7 separate regions of the Mus musculus genome follow, and regions 1, 2, 3, 4, 6 and 7 are each linked to region 5. Evidence: chromatin contacts called from public HiChIP or PLAC-seq and promoter capture Hi-C data. All regions are on one chromosome and are shown on one strand. The core of a region is the stretch at or near the end of the contact, and the rest is flanking DNA. Distances in the headings are between cores, read along the strand shown.

Region 1 (2,845 bases), core at 306-2,805, 450 kb after region 5:
CCCCAGTGGAGGAGCTAGAGAACGTATCCAAGGAGCTAAGGGGTTCTGCAACCCTATAGGTGCAACAACATTATGAACTAACCAGTACCCCGGAGCTCTTGACTCTAGCTGCATATGTATCAAAAGATGGCCTAGTCGGCCATCAGTGGAAAGAGAGGCCCATTGGACATGCAAACTTTATATGCCCCAGTACAGGGGAACGCCAGGGCCAAAAAGTGGGAGTGGGTGGGTATGGGGGACTTTTGGGATAGCATTGGAAATTTAATTGAGGGAAAATACCTAATAAAAATATTTTTTAAAAAAAGGATTCCCCTCTCTCAAATGACTATAGCTTGTGTTAACATAAAGTTAGCCAGCACAGTCAGGGAGCTGGGGAAGGAGGGTCAGTTATTAAGAGTAAGAACAAAACTTCAGTTCCCAGGTTGCTCCCAGAACCTGAGACCCCTGACCTCCTGCACACGCGTACACATATTTGCATACATATGTGTGCATATACATAATCAAAAATAAAAGTAAATCATAAAATAAATAACGAATGGCAACAACAAAAAGATCTCAGGCACTGGTCTTGCAGGCTCCTGCTAGGGGGTGGCATGGAAGGCAATTCTGAATGGCAATACATCTTCTTTGCCACACGGGGCTCCACACTAGGCTTCTGGAGAAATTTTACATTTTGACTTTTTTCTTCCTTTCCTTGTTATTAAAAAACAAAAATATGAATTGAAAAAAATTAGGGGTCTGGGGTCTACTGGCACTACGTTAATGGACATGCTTCCAAACCTACCTAAACTTTGTTAGACATAACCTTTTATATGAACACTGTATGAACATGAATAATACACATGATAACACACATCTTGTTATACATTTGTTACGCATTTTAACGCCAAAATGAAGTAGTTCCGGACTACTCTCGTTCAACATCTTTCCACGCTTACCTGATATATCACAAGAGGGCGTTGGATCTGCGGTAACTACAGCTTGTGGTGAGATGCTGGGAACTGAAACCCAGCCCTCTGCAAGAACAGCAAGTACTTTTAGCCGTTGAACTGTATCTCCAACTGCATTCAAAAAGATTTTAAACGATGGCATTTTAACCCATTTTTCATGTCATTAAAATGTTTATTATAGTATACATACTATAGAAACCCCACATTTTTTGTGTCATTAAAATGTTTATTATAACACACATACATAATCCTACAGAGAACCTACTGTGACTTATCAAGCCATATTTCTATTGTTGGAAGCATTCATTCCATTTCAAGGCAAAAATAGGCGTGCTACAGCTGGACAGCTGCGGAAGTGACCGTGCCGGGGTGCGCACTGCCTGCCGAGGCCGTACCCCCAAGTTTTATACCGCCAAACCAGGTGGCACATCGCTGGTGAGCACTGGCGCCGCGGGGGGCGTGGCGATATGCGGGGGCGTGGTCGGAGGTCGGGCCGAGGCGGGGCCTCGTGAGGAGGGCGGGGCCAAGCGCGGCGGCAAGCGGGTGCCGGCGCTGCCGTTCGCCGCTCGAGCTGCAGGTGGAGCTGTGCCGCCGCGCTGCCTCCAGGAAGCCTCACGGGCCTTCGTCGGCCTGGCCGCGGCACCGGCTCCCAGGATGCAGTGTGGAGCGGCCGGGCGCTGACGGCGGCGGTGCGGCTGCGGGCGGAGCGGCAGCAGGCCGGCCTGCGAGGAGCGCGGCGGGGAAGGTAGCGGCAGGCCCGGGCGGCGCTGCCGGCGGAGAGGACCCGGCAGCCGGGCCTGCGTGGGGCCGCGCGCCGCGGCGTCGACTTCCTTCGCGCCGAGCAGGACAGCGCAGGGCCATGGCCGAGGCGGCCGCGGCTCCGGTAAGGGCGGCCCGCGCGCTTGGCCTGCGCGGCCTCGGGCCCCGGAAGGCCGGGGCCCAGCACACTGTGCCGCAGGCCCCAGGAGGGCTTCCGGGCCAGACCGGGCCTGCGGGTCCTGTGGCTGCGGCGGGCGGCCGCGAGGTCCTCCGGGGCCTACCGGACCGGGTGGAGCCGAGCGCAGGGAACGGCCGTCCGCGCCCGGGAGGCCGACCTGCGCCAAGTTCCCGGTCTGCGCGTCCCCGGGCCGGGCTCCTTCCTCAGCGCCGGGCCGGTGCTTCCCTCTCCCAGCTCCCCCCAGCGGCCTGGTGGCACCTGGGAGGTGTCCGACGTCGATTCTGTAGACAGTGAGCACCCACTATGTGCCCAACCCTCCTCAGGCGGCACGCGAGGACTGCTCGTATTTGTCCAGCCAGGCTGGCGCTGCACTCAGCCCGGTTTAGGCATGATTTTGTCTGCACTGCAAACCTGTGGGGTAGTAACTATTATAGTTATTATTTCATACAAAAGAAAAGCTGAAGGCCCAACGAAGTTAACTTGCCAAGAATCTCAGCGAGAAAAGTGTGGGAAGACAGTGCTCTCACAGTTCAATGTCTGTAATAAGGAAAGCAGTCCAGGTACACGAGTAGCCTTATGGTCGAACAGAAAGAGGTCGTAGCCAACCTGGTGGAGGTTCGAATGCAGGTGCTTAGCAGACTCTGGTGCTCCTCCCGCCCAGCCAGGTAATCTGTGCTTCTGTGAGTTGAGTTAGCTAGGGTTTCTAGGGCTTGGGCAAAGAGAGGCAAGGGCCAGACACAGGACAGTGCAAAACTGGTCCACAAGCCTGGAGATATGGTTTTGGATATGAGGCTGCAGAAATGGAAGGGGCTGGGAAGGCCTGGGCTTCGTCATATGGGTAGGAAAGAGTTGAAGGAATTGGCATCAGTGACTCCGGTCTCAGAGTACTGGCTTCCCTAGCTGTTTGGCAATTGACTATCCCACCTTCGCTTTAAGTTAGCAAGGTGCTAGGCTTCAG
Region 2 (2,791 bases), core at 275-2,774, 360 kb before region 5:
CCTTGGGAGCTGCACAGTACTCAAAACTGTGCATGCTGATTCGTAATAATACAAATACAGTATGGACACCAGCGTGGGTGCAAAAAATTTCACTGCAGGGGAAGGTCCAACTTGACCATTTCTGGGTTCCCTGAGAGATACACCCGGTTTAGCTAGAGGTTGGTATCTAGTTCCAGTTACAACCAAGAATATCTTTCTAAGGCTCTGCCTCCCCTCCCCAAAAGATACCATGGGAAAAAATCGGGTCAATATCCCCCCAGCCATGGTTAAAGCCCATTCATCCAAGGATGAGACAATCATTTGATCACCTCAGTTAAGCGTGGCCTTAATTAAGCTTAATTCATAGGGGGGAGAGAGGTTGGAGACCATACCGTGAGAAGGGCAAGCCCTTCACAGCCTCCCACCCTAACAAGCCAAATGGCCTTGTACTATGGAGCCAGTCGTCACCCCCTCCTCTCTGTTCCCCGCCTGTCATCCAAGGCTGCGGAGGAAAATCCACTACTCTCCTTCAGTGTTATCATAATAAAGTGCCTTTCAAATTCGTACAGTCAGTCTTCACCAGTTTTCCAAAGCCCTAGAAAGACTGTGTAGCTGACTACTTGGTATTCAGTAAAAGTTCAACTAGGAAGTTACCTATTCAGTAACTAATTAACGTTATAAAAGATGGAGCCAACAGCTCAGGGCTAGTCTGCTAGATGTTTATTTACTAGAGCAGAAAGGGCAGTTTTATCCAGATAAGGTTTACCATAAGAAAAGTTAGGAAGTCCCACTGAGACAGGTTTCTTCATTAGGTCCTAAGACTTCAGGCAGAACTATAGAGCATAAATAAATTTTATGCCTCAGCCCAGCCTTTTCTTTTTTATATTAACAACAGGGAGGAGATGTAGATGACACACAACACACCACCACAGTGTTAGGTAATAATAGTCTGTTGTCCTTACTCCCAAATTCTCCCAGCACTTTATATTCCTCTCCCACGCAAACCCCCACCAACCACTTATCTTTACTAGCTTTTCAGAAGGTGGGGCTGGAATCTTAATGTAAGTATTGTGTGTTCCTAGTGTTTTCCTGCCCTCTATGCCTGGCTTCCCTCTTTATAATCTCTTATCTCCAAATGTGTTTCGGCTTTAGCCAGTAGGAAGGCAATGCTGCAGACATTTAGAATCCTCTCTTGTGAAGTCACATGGGCAGTGTGGAGGAGAAAACTTCGGCAGAGCCATAGAGGCAAAGGGAGGACTTGGTAGCCACTGGTTGACCCTTCCAGTTCCCAATGCAGGGAATGCCAGCCACCCTCTCACAGGGCCCTCTTCTCTCACCCTGGAGTTGCCTGTGATGGCCTTCTGAAGCTCCTTCGAGGCTCTTGAGCTTCCTGGATCTCCTCCCTGTCTGTCATCCTGCCCCCTACTCCTCACACTGTACCCTGTCACCTCGCTTTTGCTCCTTCTCCTGACTACCTGTTTGGTGTTCCATCAGAACCCACCTGTGTGCTCTGCTCCGTCGCTCCCCAGCTCCCAGACTTTGTTCCTGGCCACTGACACAAGAAGTCTTCTTAAAGATACTGAACCCCACCCCACAGGGAGGGACAGGGTGAGATATGGGTCAACCTAGCTGGGGACCTATAGCCCATGGGGATCCTCCCTGGACAGGTGCTAGGGTGCTGCTGGCTGAGGTACAAGTGCCCTTGGACCATTTCCCTGTAATTTCCCCTTTAATAGGTGGCCACCTTTCGCAAGAACTATGCTTGGCTTTCTCTGTTACATACTGTGTAATATCATAATGTATTAACATAGAGTCATGTTCAGACACTATGAAGACATTTACTAGCCAGTTTTTTCAGTTATTTATTTATGGATACACACACACACACACACACACACACACACACACTTTAAATTAAAATAGAGTGACATAATTTTGCCCCTTCCCTTCCTCCCTTTGGTACCTTCCAGGTATTCTCCCTTAAACCCCTCTCATTTATCCAAGCTCTCAAATTGATAGACTCTAATTCTCCCTCTGTCAGCAATTATTATGGTTATCTATAAAACTAATAATTCTTTGTTTCAGGGTGGGACCCTGTGAAACTTTCCGCCTTCCACATTAGAGTGTCTACTAATTGTTCTGGCCTTGTTTATGCAGCCATTTCTAGGAGAGATTGTTTTACATCAGGCTTCCTGGTTTTCTGGCTCTTAGAATCTTCCTGCCTCCTCTTCTGTGATGGTCCCCAAGCCACAGATGTGGGAGCTGTGATGTTGATGTATCTGTTAGAGCTTTGCACAGTCTATTGATTTCTGCATTGTGTCCAGTTGTGGCTTCCTGTGATCGTTTCCATTTGCAGTAAAGTGAGCTTCTAGTCAGTTCTTAACAGGAAGCGGACCCTGGTAAAGTGGGGCTGATAAGGACAGTCACCCACAGAGAAAAAGAGAACTGCTGTGTATAGAGAACTTGGAATCAGAGAGGGAGGCATTTGAAGAGAGAAACTCCTAGTTGAGCTTAATGAAAACAGATTTTCCAGCACCCTGGGATCCTGGCAGTATTAGGAAACGCCAAAAGTTGTGGCTATGGGACGATTGTGTTTATGTGAGTATTGTGGGCCTTGTCACTCTCCTTTCTGGTGGTTCATTTGCAAATCATTTCAGAATCTGTTGGCAACCAGATAAAGAAAGGAGAGCACAGTTGACTCAACATAGAGACTTTGAGTGGGATTAGCTATAACTGCCACAACGGTGTTGGCTACAGTGAAAATTAAAGTGTCTGTCTTTAGAGTTGGGAATTCTCCTTTGTGAGATCAACA
Region 3 (2,869 bases), core at 60-2,559, 320 kb after region 5:
GTTAGTTTTTACCCAGCCCTACCCATCTCTGCCACAATGAATGCAAACCCTTTGAGCCCAATCCCTGGTGAGACTAAGAATATTGTAAATACAAATCTCCAGGAGTTGATCCTCCTGCTCAGTTGGGAACTATGGACAGAAGGATCATGAGGAGGCCACAGATAGGCATGCAGAGGTGACTCAGGCATGGATCTCATAAAAGGAAGTGATGGCAGTAAAACACTGGCAAGTGTACATGCCAGGGTTGTGACACCCAGGGTTGTCTATAGAGGTTTAGACTGTGCCCTAGGTAGGGAGTGGTGCTTTGGGTTCTGCTCAGACCAAGACCGTAATCTCATCTCTGAAAGGGGCCAACAGACCGTTGGTTATGAGGTACGTCCAGGTCGAAGTCACTCAAACTGGGGCAAGGACTGTGACCTTGAGACCCATTTACTGCAGGAAATCCATCCCATGGGAGGCTCTGGGGTGGAGGAGGCAGCTCCTCCCCCTTTCCAGTCTCCCTTATCATTTCTTTGAAGCCTTGCTGGATTCCCAAGATGCTTTCCATACTCTCCACTCCTAGTGGCCTCCGAATAGGCTCCTGCTGCTTCTGTGGATATACTTGGTTCATGGACTAGTCTCTTATTTGAACTAAACCTCTCTGAATAACACGAACAATATCTTACTTGTCTCTATGTACTCGACATGGATGACAGGGACCTAACAAGTCCCATGAGTGTTTGTTCAGTGAATGAATGATGGAGTCATATGTTGGGCTGCATGTGTTATTCATAGAAGGCCCCAAACCAGCAGCTTCTGTTCTGACCACCAAGTGTAGATACAGAGGAAATGCCACTGTTGGGCATACTTTCCTCACCACACCTCAAGACAGAAGGGCTTCAAGGGGATAGTTAAGTTCAAGGAGATCAGAGGAGGACAGACTGCAGTACAGAGAGCTTGCCAGTGCCTAAAGCATTCTGAGATCTTGAAGTAAAAGTGTACAACTTGTTCTGGTGTGGTGTCATGGATGAAAGGTGCTAATGAGTGGCTATACCTAAGTGGGAGGCATAGCTCAGAGGTAGAGCATTTGACTACAGATCAGCAGGACCCTGATTCAAATCAGGTGCCCTGCCCTTTTCCCTCAATGGTCACAGTGCTGTTTTTCCTGCACTGACCCACCCTCGAAGACAGAGAGAAGAGTGGAAGGTCAAGCTTTTATTAGAAAGCTATCTTCTTCTATGTATAGCCTGAGTTCTGTCCATAAGGCCAGAGGACAGTTCTGTGTTGGCTCAGTCCTGATGGAGACAGAGTCTTGCCTCTGACTAAGGAAAGGAGCAGTGGCAGCTGTGTGGATGTGGGTGTGTCTTATGAGTCTGCCTGCGTGTCTATGGAGACTTTAAGGAGTGGCCATTTCCTTTTTTCTTTAAAGATTCATTTACTTTTACCTTCTTTCTGTGTGTTTTGCCAACATGCATATCTGTACATCACATTTGTGCAGTGACCACAGAGAATAGAAGTGGGCATTGGATCCCCTGAAACTGAGTTCCAGAACATTGTCAGCAGCTCTGTGGGTGCTAGGAGCTGAACCTATGTCCTCTGCAAGAGCAACTAATGCTCTTAACCACTGAGTGAGCAATTTCTTCAGCCTTGTATCAAACTACTTAATTTTGATGTCTGCAGGATGGACACAGGGAGAGGTGACTCAGCAGATGGAGTTACATGTAACTGTAAGGCAAATCCCTTTTACCCCAGAGACAAGAGTCTTTCCTCCTGGGTTTAATGGTGCTTGACGTTTATTTGCATTATGGAGGGTATGAGGTTTTACTCAAGTCTACTGATTGAAATATGGCTCACATCCAAAATGTGCCTTCACAGCTAACATGTGTAAGATATTTAGCACTATAGCCTCTCCATGGTCTCACACGCTTATCTGGCACAAAAGCTATTATCTTTTTTCGTTTGCTTGTTTGTTTGTTTGTTTGTTTGTTTGTTTGTTTGTTGAGACATGGTTTCTCTGTATGGTGCTGGCTGTCCTAGAACTCCCTCTATAGACCAGGCTAGCCTCAAACTCAGAGCTCTATCTACCTCTGCCTCCCAAGTGCTTGGATTAAAGGTACGTACCACCATCACCCAGCAAAAGGTATCACCTTAATCTTGGCCAATGCCATGCTCTTGAGTAGGCCTAGGAATACTGGGTAAATCACACAGAGAGGTAAGAATCATCCTGGAAGTGACAGAGGTCCAGCAACACCAGAGGGCTAGAAGCTGAGGCCAATATTCATTGTGATGTGTCAGTGGTTTCTTAATTTTGCAGATTGAATTCCTGGCCTGTGGCTTCTCTCAGGGACCTGGCATTTCATGGACCTGGATGGGTTCTCATGCTTCTCTGCTGTGCCTTGACTTCCTCTCATTTCTGCTAACCACTGTCCCTGTATTTCCATTAGCCCAAGGTGCCTGAATTAGTGTAACATCTGAAAAGGAGAGAAAAAGCTGGTGCCAGGATCACCAGGCCTCCACACCAGGGGAATCTTTGTCTTCCATGATTTTCTTGCTTAAAACAGGTGAACAGCTAAGAAAGAATACAAATTCAGGAGCGGGTTGGATTGATGAGAGCACTGAGGTACATAGGTCTTAACCACATCAAGAGCTCTGTACAATCTCCCTTGTTCACCAAGTGTCTCAGTTATTTTTCTTTTTTTCTGTAATAAAGTACCATGACCAAAACCAACTTATGGGAAAGAGTTTATTTGGTTTATGGTTTTAGAGGCAGAGTCCATTGTGATAGGAAAACATGGTTTTAGAGGCAGAGTCCATCATGATAGGGAAACATGGCAGTTTAGCTCTGTGATCTGGTTGTGGCTCTGCTTTGTGTATGTTCATTCTAGGATCC
Region 4 (2,750 bases), core at 233-2,732, 300 kb before region 5:
TCATGTACACAAGCACCAGACTGGCTTACTTAATTCAGGTCTTGTTTGGCTACATACTCTGGGGTGCCACATCAATGGTGGTGGTGGAAGGGAAGCAAAGGGACCGCCATCCCTGTGCTCTCAGACAGCCCTGGACCTTCATGATGCCACACTCACCACGATCCCAGTCCAGAAGGGGGCGCCTTCGGAATACATGGCTAAATAATGGCCTATGTAGAGGGTTCCACCCAGAACCACACTCAGAGCCCCCAGCACAGTCTGCACCACCTGGAAGAGAGAGGACTTGAAACACAGCTCTCCAGCAGCAGGGCTACCTGTTAGCTGCAACTGTCTGTACACACAGACAAAATCAACTCAATGTCTTAGGAGGACAGATGTATAGAGGAGGCCAGAGGAAAATATGGCCCAAATGAGGGTCCCTCCCTGGGCCCATCAAGCACGTAGCTACTCTCACCCAGGAGGCCACCAGCACTCTGCTGCTGCCCTGGCTCTGGGTGGAAGCGGATGCTGGAATCCTTAGCAATGAGCATCCGGCCAGCAGAAGTTTGGCCAGAGCAGACTCCTGGTGGATGTGCACATCAATGTGGGTGGGTTGTGGAGCCTCAGGGTCCACCTTGCCGACGACTGCAGTCTCCATGTCTGTGGACATCGTCTGTGAGGGAGAAAAGGAAAAGCAGGAAGAAATATTTGGCAGATGTTTCAGAGGCGGCTTGGAGTTGGGGGCTAACAGAGACACAGAATGGCTGCCCCTGGCTGTGGAGCTGTATCTTCAGCTCTTTTGGAGGGTTGTCTGTCAGGGAAGCCTGATGCTGGAGTACCCGCTTCACCCCACATTTGCTTTGTGCCCCACTGCCATGGTCTTCAGGAGCCTGATGTTTGGATCAAGCAGAACGCACACAACCTATCTCTTCACCCAACCTCTGATTGGATCTCTTCTCCCCAGCATTTTCTGAATCCAGGTCAGAGGCCAAGCCCCTTAAACAGTGTCCCCCTCTAACTGCCCCATAAGCTTCTGTTGCAATTATCTCTTCCCTACCAGGGTCCCAGGGACCACCTCACCCAGACGCCACCATCTCCTTGGATGAACGACAAGCACTGACTGACCCTGTCCCCACAGAATTGAGTGGTAGAGATGGAGGCCATACCTGTCCCTGGAGGCACACCCCAGTGTGTCCACTCCCCTAGCAAGCTCGCAGGGCGTCAGACTGGATGGATCTGGATGGACTGGGAAACGAGCTATGCTAAAGTGATGGTGGGCTGTCTTACCTGATTCCTCTGGGACCGGGGAAGTGTGCAGCAGGGAAGGCCAGAGCTCACACAGAGGCGCTGGCAGTAGTTGAGAACTTCAGCCCTGGCAGGAGGAAGAACCTGGGTGGGAGCCAGAAGGGGAGGGGGAATGGGCAGACCTCAACACTTCCTGGCAGGCAGCTGGGACTGAGGGCCCCTTTAGGGGTTTTCCAGCAGGCAGCTCCTCACTGGGCACTGGAGAGCTGGAGAAGGTGGGCGAGGTAAGAGCTGGGGTTGGCACTGATTGTTCCTGTGGAATCCTTTGATTGCACAGTGCTCTCTCTCCCAGTCAGGGATAGAGCTTTCTGAGCAGGTGCTGGCCTGTGCCACCTTGGGTGTATGAGTGTATCTGTGTCACCTGTATCCCTGCTCCAGCAGGCCTGATCATCTACTCCTGATGGACCCCCCTCAAGTGGGGCCCTTTCCTGTCAGCTACTTGCTGGCAAACTGAGAGACTCCATGTCAGGCCCCATCCCTCCACCCCCTTCTTGCTCTCCTCTCTCTGGGGTCAGCTTTAAGCCAGCTCCTCCCAGACCTCTCAGTTCCAGCCCCACCCATCGCAGAGGACAGCAGGTGAGACAGGACCCTTCACGGCCCCTTGGTAGCCCCCTTTTGAAGCATAGGGTTCCTTCTTCTCTGGAAGAGTCTCCAAGTCTACTCCTCAAGCTCCATCTTGGCTCAGGATGCTTCTCCTTCCTTCTATCTCTGCTTTCCTGTAGGACTCTGGGGAGGGAGGGATGTGTTGGACAGAGGATGTGACTCTGGAAACAGGGCTGAGGCTGGGGAGGTCAGAGTCTGGCTTTACCTTCCATAGTTATCAGTGCCTCACGCCTGCGTTCTAAGAGCAGGGCCTTTGAGACCACGCAGAGGTGGGACAGCTGTGGGGACACGGGGTGTTCTTTTTCTTTGTTTCTGAACACTGGGAGGAGGGATATCAGAGAGCCACTATCTGGAGCGGTGCCAGAAGTGGTGAGAGGCTTCTTGGTGCCTAGGGCTTTAGTTCCTGCTCTGCAGAGGAAGCAGAGGGATTCTGGGTGGCCAGGGCAGGGATAGCACTGGGGGTCTAGAGGGGGCCAGCACCCAGACAACTGAGACTTTATTCCTGGAACCTCAAGGGAAGGTGTGAACCTGAGGCCTTCATTTGTGTTTCTCTTCGTCCCTCCTGAAAAGTTGTCAGACTCCTGTGCTTTCGGCTCTGAGGTGCACGGGTGAGTGGAAGGTGCTCCGTGGCGTGGGGGAGAACATGAAGGGATGCAAAGGGAAGTGACTGGAGTGGCCGTCAATATCCAGTCAGAACTGATGCTTAACCAGACTGCCCAGGAGAGCCACTGGGCAGAACTTCTTTTGGACAGAGGCAAGCCATCAGAGGGGCTAAATGGTTGTTATAAGCCCATAACAGGAGACAGTGGGAAGCTGTGTTAAGCTCTGTGCTGATTAGAATGGAGGCCACGCTGAGGAAGTAA
Region 5 (2,944 bases), core at 199-2,698:
GGGCACAGCCACTGTTGACAGAGGCTGGGCTGTTATAGAAAAAGCAGGGGCTTTGGATCCACTCAGGAAATCAGAGAGACAGAGTCTTACAACACAGCTGAAGGGACAAGGAGCTCACCAAGACTTCCAGAAGAGATGACATGGAGAGTGATTACAAAGCAAGTCCAGTTTAAATCGTGTGTGTGTGTGTGTGTGTATACACATGTGTGCTGGCTTCCAAAAGCCAGAAAGGGCCTCAGATCTCCTGGAGCCATAGTTAAAACAGTTCTGAGTCTCTCAATATGGGTGCCAGATTCTGGTCCACTGGAAGCAGAAGGTGCTCTGTCCAGCAATCACTTTCACATTTGTAGGAATAAAGGCGATGCCCATCCGTCTATGCCTCCAGTTTAGGCTAAGTCTAATCCATGACAGAGCCTAAGCACTTCAAGGTGGTGCTGAACGGATTAGTGCCCCAGCCCTCCCTTAACACTACAAGGCAGCTGGGACCACTCCTGGCTGTGCAGTGGATTGTCAGTGCTGAGAAAATGGACAAAGGGCAAAGTGTGAGGCTTTCATGACTTGAGAGGCTAACAGGAGAAGGGGCTGGCATGTGGTGCAGAAAATCTGCTAGGAATCTTCCAAAAATGAAGGCAGCTAAAAACATCCAGTATACATACACAGCATGCCCAGGACATTGCTTAGGGCAGACCTCACACCAGCCCTACAAAGCAGGTGTTGCCAGAGCCCCTATTTTCCTCAGTGAAGAAATTGAGGCCTGGCATTTGCCCAATGTCACACAAGAATAAGCAAGGAGTGTCCATATGCAGCCTTTACCGACTGCATGGGTGTGGGTGACCTTTAGCCACCTGCTTGCCCTGACATCTGAATCTATCCGTTCACCCAGCCCTCTAGCCTGTTTCCTGGCTGCCCCAGCCCAGGTGCAGAGATCTGGAAGAAGTCATGTAGGGGCGTCTCTGTGAGGGCATGAATTGCAGGGTAGCAAGCTGGGAGCCCAGTGTTAATGGGTGAGCCCAGCTAGGGGACAGGGAAGCGTCTGCAGGGAATCGAGGCCTGCTCGCCTTTCTTACCCGCGGTTGGGTCCTTTGGGCACGAACCAGGGCCCAGCGATGCCGATGAGGCCCCAGAATGTGGTGAAGATGATGACAGGGAGGGCAAAGGAATGGGCTGTCATGGCTGGGTGCGCGATGCTCAGGTGGGGTATCAGATCGAACGGCAGACTCTAAGCAGGTGCAAGTCTCGGCAGAGGGCTGTGCGCATGCGCAACGGAATCTCAGCCGGGAAGGCCCTGGACCAAGCGAATCTGCGCTCGCGCATCCCTGAACATCGTCCGCTGGGATAGCTCGCCGCTATCACGCAGAACCAAGGGCGGGACTTCCGAGGAACCTTTCCTTTGATTGGCTGGGTCGGTTTGCTCCGATTTTGCAGGTGATTCTAGGCTTAGGTTTGCGCTTTCTTATTCTCGCTAGAAAGTGGCAGGTCACTTGCAGTGCTCGGGCAGCCCAAGGTGGCTGGGGACAGGATTGGAGGAGACCCTAACCAGAACGGAGGCTTTGTGGGGACCACAGGGGTTTCGACCAGAGGACTTCGTGGAGCTGAGAGGCCACAAACTTGGCCTGAGCTAAAGCCTCCCCTCAGCGAAGTGAAGCTTGCAGTCCTCTGCAGAGCTCACTGCTTCACTGAACCTTGGAGATGCCCAGCTTCTGGATCAGGCTACAGTAGTTAGACTATTTTTCCTCTATGGTAGGGGTTCAGGCGATCTGTGTGGAACATAGTAAGACCTGGGACACTTGAGGCCAGCCACTCCTGAAGGGCTACAGTCCGGGTGGGAGCTGGAGGGGGAAACCACGTCAGCACAGTAGTGATTCTTGAAAGGAGGTGTGCCGCAGTTGGGGACAGATCTTATGTTTCCATGGGAACGACCTCCAAGGCCCCTGTACACCCAGCCTACCTGTGCAAACTTACATGCTGCGTATCTAGTTATCTGTATGAAGAAGAAAGATAAAGGCCTATCTTACACTAAGTCCAGATTGGAAAGTCGTCGTGGAAGGCCTCTCAGGAAAATTCCACAACAGGATGGCCCAGGCAGGTAATTAGCCTTGCTCACAGAACTTGACAGGCAAGAGCCAACACTGGTACTCTGTCCATCCATCTTCATAATGGACTCTGACATTGTTTTTTCCCACAGGTATACTTCCTGGATTTTCTGTAGCCGGTCCCCCGAGCTGTAGTCTAGTAGTTGCTGCTGCGGGGAGAGATTAAAGTGACAGCAGGAAGACAGTCTCTGGGTTCTCCTGTATAGATTCTCTCATTGTTCTGACAAAATAAACTTGAGGAAGGGTTCATTTTGGCTCTAATTTCACCATGGTGGGGAAGACACTGGGGCAGTCAGTCACACTGCATCCACAGTCAGGAAGCAAAGAGAGATGAACCCTGGTGCTGAGCTTGCTCTCTGTTTAACCCATAGAATCATTAGCTACCCACAGTGTGTCTTCCACCTCAATTAACCCAATACAGGCATGCCCAGAGATTTGTTTCCTAGGTGATTCTAGATCCAGTTAACAGTGTTGTATCACACTCTGCAAGCAGCGGTATCCCACTGCCCTTGCCTGAGCTGCATAGCTTCAGTGTTCTTACCCTACTGGGGTCACTTCTGTGAGTCAGGACGCTGACTCACACTTAACCCCAGCTGTGCCATCTTGCTGCCACTTCCTCAAAGAGGTCTCGCTGGGACTACCGGAGAAAGATGCTGAAGGAAAGTTACTGCTTTGCTACATTACAGTGACATTGCCTTCTCACAGAGCTAGATACCCACTTAGGAGAAGAGTCTAGATAAACATCGAGGCAACGGACATCCCCTAATGATTCTGTGGGTTGAAAATCCCAGGCCAAACTTGATCTTGGATTCTTTAGGTAATTGGAAAAGCTGGCCAGCCTGAACCAATGT
Region 6 (2,799 bases), core at 76-2,575, 490 kb after region 5:
CCGGTTGCCTTCTAAGACAAGCTCCAACCCAGACACCCCCGGGGTTCTATGAAGTGAAAAAATTATTCTGGCTTTTCCTCTAGGTTCCAGTTGGGGTTCATTCATCCCTAACTGTAACCAGGACACCTGCTCAGACTTATTTTTCTTTTTTCATTCCATTCCCAAATCTTGGCAGCTCCTGCAAATTCAGTAAACGTGCGATTCACTGAACCTGTCCAGGAAAGAGGGTTCTCTCTCATGGTTGGAAAGAGTACAAGGGGGCGAAAACTGCAACTTGGGATCAGCAAGCCACTCCCGGCTCGGCCTCAGTTTCCTCCTAAGTAGCCCGTCTAGCCCCTTCCAACCCGTGCCCTCAAAGATTCCAGGAATTCTGTCCTTTCTGGCCGAAAACAACACTGAGGCTTTTCACAAAGCACTCCCACCCCCACCCCTCGCTCCCCTTGGATCCACAGCCCGCGTCCCTGGAACCCGGGCTGCACTGCGCTGGTCACATGAACTCCGGCTTTCTGTGGTGTGACGGCTCTCTCCGATCCCTTTGTGAGCGCAGGTTTTGAAAGCCAACGACCGGGTTCTGGGTTTGAGACGCGCAGGCGGCCGCGGGCGGAAGGCTGTCGGAGCCCATCGGCCCGCCTCCAGACCCAGCGCGCCGCGCGCCCGGGATTCCGCTCCGCCGCCTCCGCCGCCGCCGCTGCCCGCCGCTGCCCGCCGCGGCCTGGCCCGAGGGCGCCGGGCCGCCAAGACGCCAGGTGAGCCGCGAGGGACCGGGAGCCGCGACGGGCTCAGGGCGTGTCCGGCGCCGAGGCGGCCCGCGCCTCACTGTTCGCTCCTACCGGCTGTAGATGGAGCTGTCTGGGTTCCGGCCGCCTCCGACGAGCCTCCGAGCGCTCCTCTTGAAACGCCTGAGAGGGACATGCCTCCCAGGATGCAGTTTGTAGCAACATGGCAGCTGCGGTGCAGCTCCCCTGCTGAAGAGGCGCCGGGACGGCCGCGCAGCTCGCAGCCGGGACCCGGGCCGCAGCCGGGGTCGCAGCGTCGGCCGCTCGGGGCGGGCGAGCGCGCCGGGGGCGGCCGCAGAGCGCTGGGGCCCAGCTCGCCGCCCGGGCGCAGCCCGCACAGCCGCGCTCCGACGCCGCCACCGCCGCCACCGCCGCCCGCGCCCGCCCGCCGAGCACAGCCCCGAGCAGGCCGGGGCCCGACGGCCGCGCAGCCCCGGCGGGTGAGGCCAGGCCGCGCCGCACTGCCAGCCCGCCCACGGCGCCGGGCCTGCGTGGGGCTGCGCGCGGCGGCGGCGGCGGCGGCGGGGACTCGCACGGCGCGGGCCGGGCGGCGCGGGGCCATGGCCGAGGCGGCCCCGGCTCGGGGGAGGGCAGCCCGCGCGCGCACGGACGCGCGGCCTCGGGGCCCCGGGGACAGCCTGCGTGCTCCGGGCTCGGTGGCCCGGCCTGGGGTCTCGGTAAGGGCCGGGCGCGGCGACGTTAGCGGGGAGGGGGCGCCCTGGCGGGCTCGCGCGCCCCCTGGGGGGGAGGACGGCCGGGGCGGGCGGGAGCGGCGGCCGTCCGTGCGAGGCTGCGCGGCCGCACGGCTCCCGGACACGCGGCCCGAGGTGGGGCGCGGGCGGCGCGCTCGCTCCCTGGCTGCGGAGCCGGCGCTGCGTCCGTCGGGGTGGCCAGCGGCACGTTTTCCGCAGAGCTCGGCCCCGCGGAACGGCTCCCGGCCTGGGCGCGGTGCTGACGCGGCTCTCCCATTTCGCAGAGCGGAGACACTGAGGCACGGACACCCGGCGGCGACCTGCCCTGCCTGCCCCAAGGTCACGTAGCGAGTCGGCCCGGGCTAGGTGCCCGCAGTCCCGTAGAGGCCTGCCCAGCGTGCCGCGGGCCTGGACGGGGAGGGGTGGCGCTGGCGGCGGCTTCGCCAGGGTGGGCGGCCTGGGCTAGCCGAGCACTGGCTGCGGCCCGTCGGGGGAGGAGGGGAAGGCCGGGCAGCGCCCAGCCCAGCGACTCCGGTGTGGGGAGCAGTGTGATCCATAGCCTCTGCGTCAGGAGCACCCCGAGTCAAACTTGGGGTACGGATAAATGGGGTCTGGCGAATGAGAGCCTAAGAGGTTGATGTTCTTCCGAGGGCCATTCAATAATTAAACGCCCTCCCACCCAACGTGCTCTCTGAGGCACCCTGGCTGTGCTAGGCGGGTTTGCTGCATGGGAGTCCGTGCCTTTGAACCTGTTTCCATGTATACTGGAAGAGATAGGATAGATGGCTTCCTAAAAACCTCGCAGTTCTTAAAATAACAATAACAAAACACCTGGGAAATAAAATGAAGATTTTTTTTTAAACATTCTTACCTCTGGGCTTAGGTCTTCATGGCATGTAATTCTGAGTGAACCATCCTGGGTCATGTAAGAAAATGGCACAGCTTTTGTAAAAAGTCAGATGTGTGTCGTTATGCATGTTTCTAGTATGTTGGCATGGATCCTGGAGCCCCTAATCATTTACCACACAAGGGTGGGGAGGAAAGAGAGACAGGTAGAAGCTGTGAAATGTGGCGCAGAGGAATTCTAACGTTCCTCTCCTGCTAGCAGGTAGCAGCTTGAGAATTTGAGCTTATTCGATTTAGCTGTCTTTGCTTGAGGGTAAGGTCAAGCCACAGGTTTGCTGGAGCTGATGACATTGTATCAGGACTTGGGGGGGGGGGGGGCTATACCTTATGACCCTTCACCCCTTTCCAGTATTCCAAATCCCTAAATGGAGAAGGAAAAAAAAACCATTTTCCTTTGAGCTCTGTCTGATTCAGGTGGTTAGTAA
Region 7 (3,029 bases), core at 113-2,612, 330 kb before region 5:
TACAGTTCTGTGGTTGATAAGAGATCAGCATCATTGAGGGGAAATCTAGGGAGGATTTCCATAGGGTTGGCACATAGAGGCTGTGGTTCAGAGGGTGCTAAGATGGCATCTCAAGCTTGCAGCCAAACTTGGTAATGTCTAAGCATCTCCCACACAGTACTGAAACCCGAAGGATTGGAGGAGTCCTGGAGAGCAGCTGAGACTTAAAATGTAAGATGCCAGGAGAGGCCATATGTGAAAGTGCAGCCTCAATTGTTGTGAAGACCCTGCGGTTGAAGGGGTCATGAAGGAGAGGAGCCTGACAGTATGTAGCAGGGATGCAGTCCCTGAAAAGAAAACTGCCTTTGGTGAGAATGGGACCTCAGTTGCCATGGAGACCCCAGCATATTGGCTGTGGGGTGTGGACATGATAAGGCTACGGGATGCCCACCAAAGACAGTGGCAGCGTGGAGTGAGTCCTCTGGAGCATACAAGACAAGTTGCATGCGCATGGCAGAGCTGTACAGGTGGCACTGCCCAAGCTCTTGGGAGTTCAAAGGATCATGCATGATTCCTAGGTGTTGCACACTGAGCTAAATCCACCATTGGGGTTGGGTTTTGGTTTGATCTGATTGAAACTGTGTCCTGATTCTTCCCTCTTGGACTAAGAACGTGTATTACTTATTTTAAATTTTATAGGAATCCATAGTTAAGTGCCGCAGACCCTCTGGGTCCCTTTGTCTGCATGGAATGAGTCTCTGGGGCAGGTGGACAAGGCGTCGGCAGGTGACAGACAGACCTGCTACCCTTTGTATTTTCTGTACTATATAAGATTGATGTTCACTTTGTGAGATTGTGTAGAATCTGAATGTATTCTCACAAAGTGAACATCAATCTTATATAGTACAGAAAATACAAAGGGTAGCAGGCAAAGTACATTGAAGTTACCTGAACAAAACAAAGGAATGACTTCAAAAGGATTTACAGGAACCAGGGAGATGTTTACAGTAAAGATAAAGCAGTCCTGCCTAGGGTCAGCTTAGTGACAGGCAAGGATTTCACACTCTAGTGCTATGCCTTTGATCCTTGTGAAGGCTAGCACCAGGGGGTTCTGCTCTTTGCAGACCTCATGAATAATGCAACATCACAACCCCCCTATTTTCTAGGCCTTGCCAAACTCCCACATGAGTGTAACTTTTAAGTATCTGGAAAATCTCCACTTGTCAGGAGAATACACCAGCTTGCTTCTAATATGTAATGCAGCCTGTACTGAAGGTTTCTATCTCAGTGGGATTCCCTGGCTCTTTTATGATATTCCCTTGTTTGGGTGAGATTTGCTGCTGTCCTAGTAAATATTTTGCAGACCAGTTCTGAGCTACTGGCTCCGTCTTTTGTAATGCCTAATTAGTTACTGAATAGGTTACTTCCTTACTGCATTCTTACAGGATTCTAAGCTAGGCTTCTGGGAACTTGGAATCTTGGGGAGACTTAACTATAACAGAATTTAATCTTAAAAGGCATTTAAAATAAAATATTAAAAGAGAGCTTGTAGTTCCATATACCAGACTAACTCGGGAATAGAGTATGAGTATATGAGTAAATGAGAACGCTAAAGCTCCAGGAGGTGAGTTTCTGTGAAACTCTTTTCCTCGTTGAGTGCTTGCAGACCTTTCAGCCTGTCAAGCAGACTTGACCGGAGTGTGTGGCATTTCCCAGTGTGCGTGGCAGTTAAGAGACATTGGATTTTAAAAGAGAGAACATGGACTTTTATTTGCAGGGGAGCAGGAATTTAAAGATTTATTTATTTATTTTACATATGTGAGTATACCGTTGCTGTCTTCAGACACACCAGAAGAGGGCATTGGATCCCATTACAGATGGTTGTAAACCACTATGTGGTTGCTGGGAATCGAACTCAGAACCTCTGGAAGAGCAGTCAGTGCTCTTAACCCCTGAGTCATCTTGCCAGGCAGGAACATGGACTTTTAAAATGTAAAAGACTATGGGACTTTTAAGATTATGATATGTTTTATACCGAGGTGTTACCATGAAATACTGGTAATATCCAAGAAAGTAAAAGTTGCAGTTTAACAATGATGTGTCCCTGTGTCAATCTGTCAAGAGAGCAGTTGTGCCAGTTAGCCTGGAACATTGTGTCAGCTTGACACACACTACAGTCATCTGGGAAGAGAGACCCTCAGTTGACTAGTCTTTTCACTGGCCCTTAGGAGAGCTTGTGGGGAATTTTCTAATCAATAATTGATAGGGGTGGACCCACTCCTGGGCAGGTGATCATGGGTTGTATAAAAGGTCAAGTTGAATGTACCACAGAAAGCAAGCGAGTAAGCAGAATTCCTCCATGGCCTCTTCTTCAACTCCCCAGGTTCCTGCCCCACTTGAGTTCCTGTCTTGTCTTCTGATGATGGCTGTAAAGCATAGGGCAAAGCAAACCCTCTCAGGCCCTACTTGCTTTGGGCCCTGGTGTTTATCACAGCAATAAAAAGCAAAGTAAGGTAAATGGGAAGTGGAACTCCCTGCTTATCTGGCTCTCCAGGTCATGTCTGTTTTTGAAACAAAGCAAATCTTTCTGTACTATAAGAATGAAAAGAAACCCAGGCTTCATGGCATGTGACTAACTTTATCACAGGCTCCTCTGTGTCTTCCACAAGTAAGTTTTATCCCCCTGTTTCAGAAACTTGCTCCATGCCAAGAGCTTTGTGGGGACATTTTATTCACAACCCATGAGGATCATTATGTTAATGGTGGAAAAGGTAGGATTGGTTTCAGCTTGCCAAGCCTGTGCCCCTCCTGCTCCAGGCAGCTCCAGGTATAAGGCAGAGTGAAACCCCCTGGTGCCTGCCCTCTGCGGTGTGGGCTGCAGTAATAGGAGTCAAATCTATAAACAAGTGAGGATCATAAAACAGTCAAGGACAAAGGTCAAAGTATGAACAAGTAGGGAGGAGGGAGCAGTCCCCTGAGCTGAGGTGTGGCAGTGGATTACAAAGTGTTTTTCAAAGCCCCAGCCTTCGCACTGCGTCTTGGAAGGCTTA

What was found. HiChIP or PLAC-seq counts read pairs in DNA pulled down with a chosen protein or histone mark. Capture Hi-C pulls out chosen DNA fragments and counts their contacts.
Region 1: a contact with region 5 is called in an H3K27ac HiChIP or PLAC-seq map of embryonic stem cells, with 6 times the contacts expected there. The contact joins the promoter of Zfp746 here to the promoter of 1700026J14Rik in region 5. A contact is called at or near these places in 3 of 39 promoter capture datasets (cranial neural crest, hippocampal neurons and liver), 10 of 484 Hi-C or Micro-C datasets (B cells, cerebellum, cortical neurons and 4 more), 4 of 115 datasets of contacts at active chromatin or transcription factors (astrocytes, embryonic stem cells and stem cell-derived neural progenitor cells) and 1 of 9 other capture datasets (embryonic stem cells).
Region 2: a promoter capture Hi-C map of liver shows a contact between it and region 5. The contact joins the promoter of Aoc1 here to the promoter of 1700026J14Rik in region 5. A contact is called at or near these places in 1 of 39 promoter capture datasets (pre-B cells) and 2 of 9 other capture datasets (adipose tissue and liver).
Region 3: a contact with region 5 is called in an H3K27ac HiChIP or PLAC-seq map of SST interneurons, with 2.6 times the contacts expected there. The contact joins the enhancer-like site here to the promoter of 1700026J14Rik in region 5. A contact is called at or near these places in 2 of 39 promoter capture datasets (cranial neural crest and frontonasal cranial neural crest), 6 of 115 datasets of contacts at active chromatin or transcription factors (SST interneurons, VIP interneurons, embryonic basal ganglia and 3 more) and 1 of 9 other capture datasets (embryonic stem cells).
Region 4: a promoter capture Hi-C map of liver shows a contact between it and region 5, with 3 times the contacts expected there. The contact joins the promoter of Tmem176b here to the promoter of 1700026J14Rik in region 5. A contact is called at or near these places in 5 of 39 promoter capture datasets (the 3T3-L1 cell line, liver, neural stem cells and 1 more), 1 of 15 datasets of contacts at CTCF or cohesin (large pre-B cells), 5 of 484 Hi-C or Micro-C datasets (CD4 T cells, the HL-1 cell line, the N1E-115 cell line and 2 more), 2 of 115 datasets of contacts at active chromatin or transcription factors (cardiomyocytes and pancreatic cancer cells) and 4 of 9 other capture datasets (adipose tissue, embryonic stem cells, liver and 1 more).
Region 6: a promoter capture Hi-C map of pancreatic islet shows a contact between it and region 5, with 2.6 times the contacts expected there. The contact joins the promoter of Zfp777 here to the promoter of 1700026J14Rik in region 5. A contact is called at or near these places in 3 of 39 promoter capture datasets (cranial neural crest, embryonic stem cells and hippocampal neurons), 1 of 115 datasets of contacts at active chromatin or transcription factors (astrocytes) and 3 of 9 other capture datasets (adipose tissue, embryonic stem cells and pancreatic islet).
Region 7: a contact with region 5 is called in an H3K27ac HiChIP or PLAC-seq map of embryonic stem cells, with 2.8 times the contacts expected there. The contact joins the enhancer-like site here to the promoter of 1700026J14Rik in region 5. A contact is called at or near these places in 7 of 39 promoter capture datasets (the 3T3-L1 cell line, the HPC-7 cell line, embryonic stem cells and 2 more), 2 of 15 datasets of contacts at CTCF or cohesin (large pre-B cells and pro-B cells), 13 of 484 Hi-C or Micro-C datasets (B cells, CD4 T cells, the CH12 cell line and 7 more), 2 of 115 datasets of contacts at active chromatin or transcription factors (both in embryonic stem cells) and 3 of 9 other capture datasets (adipose tissue, embryonic stem cells and liver).

Annotation. Positions count from the first base shown.
Region 1 is chr6:48,085,303-48,088,147 of GRCm38.p6, reverse strand. Zfp746 (zinc finger protein 746) reads left to right here and starts at 1,555. Exons shown (of 7, transcript NM_001163475.1): 1 at 1,555-1,833. The coding sequence starts at 1,810.
Region 2 is chr6:48,893,988-48,896,778 of GRCm38.p6, reverse strand. It overlaps Aoc1 (amine oxidase, copper-containing 1), which reads right to left and starts at 1,524. Exons shown (of 5, transcript NM_029638.2): 1 at 1,481-1,524. All of the region lies in intron 1 of Gm44764 (a long non-coding RNA gene), which reads left to right.
Region 3 is chr6:48,212,836-48,215,704 of GRCm38.p6, reverse strand. All of the region lies in intron 1 of Gm16630 (predicted gene, 16630), which reads left to right. Among named protein-coding and RNA genes, the nearest start is that of n-TCgca49, 4.4 kb to the right of the region's middle. Within about 2 kb of position 1,309, at least 8 of the 459 cell types and tissues checked have an H3K27ac peak or open chromatin away from gene starts, as enhancers often do. A contact at or near this core is called in SST interneurons, where this site is marked.
Region 4 is chr6:48,840,106-48,842,855 of GRCm38.p6, reverse strand. Tmem176b (transmembrane protein 176B) reads left to right here and starts at 1,482. Exons shown (of 7, transcript NM_001164207.1): 1 at 1,482-1,860. Tmem176a (transmembrane protein 176A) reads right to left here and starts at 1,373. Exons shown (of 7, transcript NM_025326.4): 1 at 1,267-1,373; 2 at 455-652; 3 at 157-267. The coding sequence starts at 649.
Region 5 is chr6:48,535,978-48,538,921 of GRCm38.p6, reverse strand. It overlaps 1700026J14Rik (RIKEN cDNA 1700026J14 gene), which reads left to right and starts at 1,448. Exons shown (of 2, transcript NR_130985.1): 1 at 1,448-2,086; 2 at 2,186-2,340. Atp6v0e2 (ATPase, H+ transporting, lysosomal V0 subunit E2) reads right to left here and starts at 1,353. Exons shown (of 4, transcript NM_133764.3): 1 at 1,068-1,353. The coding sequence starts at 1,171.
Region 6 is chr6:48,046,640-48,049,438 of GRCm38.p6, reverse strand. Zfp777 (zinc finger protein 777) reads left to right here and starts at 1,325. Exons shown (of 6, transcript NM_001081382.1): 1 at 1,325-1,453. The coding sequence starts at 1,337.
Region 7 is chr6:48,864,809-48,867,837 of GRCm38.p6, reverse strand. Gm7932 (predicted gene 7932) reads right to left here. Exons shown (of 3, transcript NM_001358003.1): 3 at 1,755-3,029. All of the region lies in intron 1 of Gm44764 (a long non-coding RNA gene), which reads left to right. Among named protein-coding and RNA genes, the nearest start is that of Gm7932, 6.0 kb to the right of the region's middle. Within about 2 kb of position 1,362, at least 27 of the 459 cell types and tissues checked have an H3K27ac peak or open chromatin away from gene starts, as enhancers often do. A contact at or near this core is called in embryonic stem cells, where this site is marked.